Linked DNA regions of Bombyx mori: region 2 is linked to region 1. The links are chromatin contacts, called in public Hi-C maps. All regions are on one chromosome and are shown on one strand. Each heading gives the region's core, a stretch centred on a gene start, on an enhancer-like site or on the middle of the called end of the contact. The rest is flanking DNA. Distances are from core to core; before and after follow the strand shown.

Evidence for each region. A called contact is a pair of places that touch in the nucleus more often than the background predicts.
Region 2: a Hi-C map of posterior silk gland shows a contact between it and region 1, with 1.6 times the contacts expected there. The contact joins two enhancer-like sites. A contact is called at or near these places in 2 of 7 Hi-C or Micro-C datasets (posterior silk gland and whole pupa).

Annotation. Positions count from the first base shown.
Region 1 is chr3:7,460,581-7,464,178 of ASM3026992v2, forward strand. All of the region lies in intron 3 of LOC101739889, which reads right to left. Among protein-coding and RNA genes, the nearest start is that of LOC100529205, 24 kb to the left of the region's middle. Within about 2 kb of position 1,676, at least 3 of the 8 cell types and tissues checked have open chromatin away from gene starts, as enhancers often do.
Region 2 is chr3:7,542,216-7,545,813 of ASM3026992v2, forward strand. LOC101739889 reads right to left here. Exons shown (of 11, transcript XM_038021503.2): 3 at 1,839-3,091. Among protein-coding and RNA genes, the nearest start is that of LOC119631014, 6.8 kb to the left of the region's middle. Within about 2 kb of position 1,541, at least 3 of the 8 cell types and tissues checked have open chromatin away from gene starts, as enhancers often do.

The DNA of each region.
Region 1 (3,598 bases), core at 426-2,925:
GAACGTACAATCTCAAAATGAATTTATTTATAAGACAGAGCTACATGAGTAGTTCGTGTATTTGCGACAACTATGCACGTAGCGGTCGCTTGTATTGAACACTAGCATTAGTTATGTCATGCATTTGATTCATATATGTAAATTAACGCGAAAAAACAAAATCGAAAGCTGTAATTTGAAATTAGAGCATTTCGATTCGATAAAATTCTGTTACTCCTTACTCGCAGCTCAATGCATTGAAATAAACAAATTAATTACACTACTGAACTAATGCCTAGGTAGGGCCTCTTGTGAGTTCGCATGGGTAGGTACCACCACTCTGCCTATTTCTCTGCCGTGAAGCAGTAATACGTTTCGGCTTGAAGGGTGGGACAGCCGTTGTAACTATACTGAGACCTTAAAACTTATATCTCAAGGTTGGTGTCGCATTTACGTTGTAGATGTTCTCCAGTAACCATTTAACACCAGGTGGGCTCTGAGCCCGTCCTACCATCTAAGACTAAGCAATAAAAAAAATAATAATGCATTAGCTGACGTTGGTAGTCCATTTTGAATTCCTCTGCGAATGATATGAAACGTTACGGTCTCCAATAACCATGTTCAGTGAAACGTTAAATTATATGTTTGATTCGCAACTACGTTAGATCTCGCAGTTGCAACGGTGCTAATCGAGAGAATTTTGTTCTAAGAAAACGGCGCGGCGTGTGGTCAGCGGCTGTGTAATATCCTGTCGTTTACATTTGACCGAGAAACAGTAAAATTAATAAAGATTAGGCAAGCCTGTGCCGAATCTAAACAAAACATGAACTAGTTTCAATTTCGTTGTATCACCGTTCTAAGTTTGAATCATATAATAATAATAAACAAGATAATATATATGATGATATTATAGTATATACGTTTTTTAATTGACATTATTGAATACACAAATCGTAGTCAAGGTATACAAACAACGTTGTATAAAAGGTGATTATGAGAGATAGCACCAGTGCATTTATTACATATATTTAGTATTAAATAGTATTTCGCTTACAAATCACAGACGGTCATCTTTTCTCAGTCGGATTCCCTGTATTGCGGGAATCAAGAGACTGGTATACGTTTAAATATATACATAGACAAAAAATAAAATGCATCGTGGTCATGCGAATGTTTTCGCGAACGATGTACGAGTCCTTTTTTTCCCTACCTAAGCTGATAGCCTTGAGAGGCTATGTCAGCGTAACCGAGGGGAGTAGGTGAGCTCACGGGGCTCAAGCCGGGAGTGTCGCTAATACTGGCGCTAGAAAAAGTAGTGCTTCGCAGAATCTACCACCGGATCGGAAACGCGACCCACTGAGAAGATCCGGCGAGAAACTGTGGGCTGTGTCTATGGGTTAGTTTACTCGTCGAGCTCTTCGTCACAAGCGACGGTGACCGGTGCCTGAGGTACCTAAAAGCACCGTCAATGGATCAGGAGGATCGTGTTTAGGGCAACGAGTCCACGATCCTCGTCCAGGAGTCAGGGGCACTAACTATTGCGCCACCGAGTACATATTAATTTGTAGAGACAGCTAAAACAATAATTATAAGAAAAGTACAGTTTAAATCGTTTTTAAAGTTCAGCGTTGCAAGTGCTCATTTAGTCTGTCACGGTCGTCACATGAGCTTGAGTTATTGTACTGTAAATAATTACGTATTAAACGTGCGCACAACCGCGACCTGGCTTTATGATTTAATGTATACAGACAGACCGTCATCGGAACCGTTATATGATCAAATTTTATGTCAAATTATTGCGATAATTAAGAGGAAAATGATGCGGAGCTATTTGTTCCCTCTTTGGTTTAGATGTGGTTGAACAGTGACTTAGACTGCTATAGTATATTAATGGTTTATTTACGACAGCCGAAAAACTTTAGTATCACAGTTTAAAAAGATAATACCTTCCTTTTCCTACAACTCATTACGCAATAAAATTTAAAAAAAAAAACCGAGATACTCATCTCAGGCGCCGGACTGCCGAGACGAAATTTCTCTGCTTATCAAAATTTTATAAGCAAATTTTTGTAGCTCGACGTAGTACTCTAAAAGACTTTTGTTTGAACAAAAAGAAATACTTCGAAAACAGATTAGTTAGCGTTCGTTGTTTACTATCACATAATCTGTTTACTTCACTGATTTTGGGAGTTTTTTTTTGTCCATACCACGAATTTCGAGCATCGTTCGGGCTTACGCACACACAAGCTATCCGTGAACGTGCTACACGGAACTGCACTTTCTAAGTCAAATATTTACTTTAGAGTAAACGTGTACGAGCGTAAGGTTCTTAAGATAACGAGCGAACTGTCCTAAAAACCTTAGATAAAGTCGAAGCGCGTGCGCCGCCCTATAATGTAAACCTGCGCTTTTTACAAATTATCTTTATCTCTATTTTTACGTTTCCATTTTAAGTGGACACGCCTAGAAGTCATCGTATTTCAAATGTTTCAAAACTGTCCACATTAAGCTGTAAAGCTTTTAAGTGGGTTAGTTTTTATGTTAATACAGTACCTACACGTTGCGAGGAAACCATTTTTTTTTTATATAACTCATAAAGTGCTTATGAAACATCACTAGATACTAATAAGTAGGCTCATTTAATTGAATGACGTTAACGATGTGAAATACTATCATAATGGGTTACATAACTTATGCGATTCAGTCGATTTCTTTGATAAACCTCGATATTGAATTGGCCCACAATCTGATGACTAGACTACTAGCCGATCTGCTTTCATAGGTACTTATAATTATTACGAAAATGAAAAAGATCTAATTTTTATTACGGACAACTGTTCCAAATTCTTATACATATAACAAATCTGCGAACGGTGGATACAATTTGCTCCGTTTAATTGTTAAAAATTAACTTTCTTTTTACTTGATTAGTCATTTTTAATGGAATTTCAACACGTTTACTAGCATTACCAAATAAAACGTTAAAGTCATAGATTTCCCTTTTGTTTTGATTTATTAATCGTCTTTCACCTCGGTTTCAACGGGGAACACCCACATCGTAAAACGCTACCAACAATAAAATAAAGCTCAGAAAAAACACAAGAGACAAATGAGCACTTACCGCTTCCAATAAAGCACCTGGATCGACATTATCGCGTTGAAAATTGACATTGGTTTAATAGCGAATTTACAACCACAAAAATTATTTTAACGGTACAAGAGGCATGCAGTGGACCCGGTTCGCGGAATGCGTTCGGGCGTGATCCGGATCGCAATCTGGACGCGGGATCGCAGGGTCGCCCGCTGCCGGATTCAATGGCGCTCGTGATCAAAATTCGCAACGTTCGTTTTTACTTTTTACAGGGAAATTAAAATTTATAAGGTCCCCGCTAAGCGTGCGATGCAATTCGATAAGTTGCGACACAGTGTGCGCTTTCTATCCGATTCGCGTAATCGGTTGTCTTGCTAAATTTATTTTATTTATAAGCTTTTACCGTTGGAATCTGTCGATCTAACTAATGTATAGGTATATACTTGTGACGACTCTATAGTTTATGGTATATTCAGTTTAAAGTTATATATTTTTGTGGGAGAAAATGATATATAATAGTACCTACAC
Region 2 (3,598 bases), core at 291-2,790, 82 kb after region 1:
GAAATTCACTAAAACATTGCAATAGTTGAAATTGTAATCGAAAAGATTTCATATGAACCATAAGTGAGATACGGAAAAATTAATATTATAATCTCTACAACTCACCTATAACACTATAATATTCTGAATAATCTATCAGTATTCATGTGTATCGATTTGTTTGTAAGCCGCGTGGGCGATACATAAAGATGGGGTTACATTTATTGTGAAATATTTCCATGTCGGTTTCTCTCGATGAACACGTAATTATTTTTAGTTTTTTACTACCAACACATATTTGTGTAGTATAATAATATTTGTTTTTTTTACGGCTGTTGTGTTAGCGTGGGTAAGATGCAGATTTAAAATTGGGAACAATTAAGTAGGTAAACCAAATTGACTTTACATATTAGGAAGGTAAGGTAAAGCTTCATGTTTTATTTTTGGTATGCCTTTACTAATGAAAATTATTACCTGTTGTCTTATTATTTCTTCGTTTTCTGTCAATTGTATCGTTCTGGTGTAGGGAATCATGCAACATTAACTTTGTTTAGCAAATACAAAACTACAAAACAAAAATACAAAACGCATTACAGTCCCATTCATATATATTACGATATTCGGTATTTTTGGTTGTAAGTGTAAATGTAAGTTCAAAAGGCAATAAGGCTAAAATATTAATGAAAGAAAAGCCTGAAACTAGAAATATGGCCTCTTCAAAATATCCATAAAAAATTTACATACACATAAATAATATGACATCATCAAGCAAATATCATCAAACTTATCTGATGCAACTTTATACGTTCCGAGGGCTTTAGATTGCTGTTAACAACATGAATCGCCGCTTAATTGACTGTTTGCTCTTTAAATTTACGTGGTGCTCAACAGAGATATGCACATTGAATAACAAATGTAAAAGCTCCAGAGTATTAGTGGTACCCGTGCTATCAGATAAGCTTGAATGCGCGAGGGACAAATCTCAACATCACGCGCTTATTAGGGCTGGAAATGCTTACTAAAACCGACAACATATACTAAACATAACAAATCTTATCTGCTTTTCATATATTTATTGCTTATCACAAGTTTTAATCAAGTTTGTCACGTTAACAATTTTCTGAATTATGGATTAGCAGAAATTAAATGTAACAACCCTAATTCGGTTACAGCATTTTATAACTATCGCTGAATGCGCGAGTCTCGTTGATAGAATCAGAATCACGAATAGATTTTACACGTACCACGTGCAGCTATAAAACGACAATCCAGAAATATGTTACTAGACATCTAGTCTGTAAAATTCTCATCTCAAACGTTCCCAGTGTCGTAAAACATATAAAATAAGATATCTCTTTACAATGTAAATCTAAAACTAGGATGAGTTTAAAACATAGGTTAACAAATACTGATAATATTATATACTGCGATTCAATGAAATCTGAAATTTCGTAATAAGTCCAAAGGAAAATACCTTTAGGCCTGATTAGAGAGAGCTATACGTGCAGTCTTCCGGTCCATTAGCATTGAAAGGGCGGCGCGTGCTCATGTCGCGCAGATCATTGTCGCGCACGGCCACGTTTAAGCCGACTTTCAATCTAAATCAATCTCCTTGAACGCCGTCCCTCGACGCATTGTTCTCGTTTCTATCGTCGATTAAACGTAATGACCACATTTGACACGTTCATTACACTCGACTTGGCCGAAGCCGGCTCGCTTGTTAAGGTCAAGTGCAGCGAAGATCATCGATCCTAACTTTCGTAACTCAACTGCAAGCGTTGACATGACAATGGCCGGGTTCAAAGTGCTTTGTAGTTCGCCCGTCGGTTAATGAATTATGAAAAGCTATGAATACTCACCGGTAATTCGAGGTAGTCAGCGATCGTGTATTTAGCGGCTCCTCGTCGAATATCCGCGAGCGCAGCAAAATGTTCATCTCGACGCGCTTTCCGACGGAGCAGAGCACGAGCATAGGGGTATGCGGACAAATATTCTCCGTAAACATCCATTAATTCACCCATAAAAAGTTGCTTCATCAGGATGGCACTTTCACTAGCGTTACCTTCAGCAGGAGGAGGCGGTAAGTCTCGACGCTTCAGTGATTGCGGTATAGCCTTCGAGAGAAATGAACTTATACCGCTAGTTGACTCGCATGATATAAACACGTCCGTGGACTCACTCGATCCACACTTTGAAAATTGAAACGCAGACGATGATCCACTCTTTTCACTACTGGCTGAGCTCTGGCGATTTACACTAGTCTTTTCGTAATAGTCTGGATACTGTGGCTCAGATTGATTTTCTGTAGATGGAGATTCTTCTACGGCAGAGTTTGAATACTGCCCATTTTTTATGCATTCATATAGATCTTCTATTGATTCGTAGGGAGTAATGCTCCCGCAAGACTCTCCATCGGCGTCTTGTAGTCTTTCATACAAGTCTTCATTCTTTCGCTGTGTGACTGGAGTTATAGCAGAATCAGACCGGCTTCTTTTGACGCTTGGAACGGGATCATAGCCAAAATCATGTGGATTAAGAAAATTCCATTTGACATTAGCCCACACATTGTCCGTAACGTCAGCCGATATCCTGTGGTCAATGCAACATTGACCGCTATTTCTTATGGTTACTGTAGTGACGTTATCATTACTCTCCACAATGGAAGCATCAGTGACAGACTCGTTGCAATCCAATGGTATATCAACTATAATTTTTCGTATACTTGTACTGATCGACGACAAACTTGACAAATCATCTGACTTACGATTTTCTGCATTCTCATTTACCTCAGAGCCGGTTATAATAGACGAAGCGTCAATATCATGTTGGGAAATTACTCCTTCTTGCATTAATTCAGTAAGAAGGCTCTGGGGTTCTTCTTCTTCGACGACAGTATTTTTTGAAGTTGTTACAGGTTCATTATTGCCTGTTGTTGCTTCGGACGTTATTAGACCAGAATCGATATATTTTCGCATTCGTTCAGCGAGAGCGTCACTAGCTTCGGAAACTGCTTCTAAATAATAGAAGAGTATATGGTACTCTTCTCTTGAAATCACTGCGGCCCGGAGGAGTGGTTTTCCGTAAAGTTCTATTGCCGAGAATAGCGATGAAGCTGAAAGAAAATAATATGATTTTTATTTTATTTTTATTGCATAGATGGGTGGACGAGCTCACAGCCAACCTGATGTTAAGTAGTTACCGGAGCCAATAGACATCTATAACGTAAATGCCACCCACCTTGAGATATGAGTTCTAAGGTCTCAAGTATTTACAACGGCTGCCCCACCTTTCAAACCGAAACGCGTTACTGCTTCACGGCAGAAATAAGCAGGGTGGTGGCACCAACCCGTGCGGACTCACAAGAGGTCCTACCACCAGTAAAAATCAATTTACTTAAATTTGCTTCTTAAAGTAAGTATTTAACACAGCAAGGCATTAAAATTAAGTTTGAATTTATTAAGTTAATTTTAGATGTTGATAGCTTTTAAAATTTTGATGGTGCAACAGACCAACGTAAAACAGTTACTAAGCGAATCGTAATATATTCAAATTTAACTTGCTATTACGGTCACGGTTGGTAAGAACCCGATGCATACTGTAAGTGAGTTCTACGAAAGAT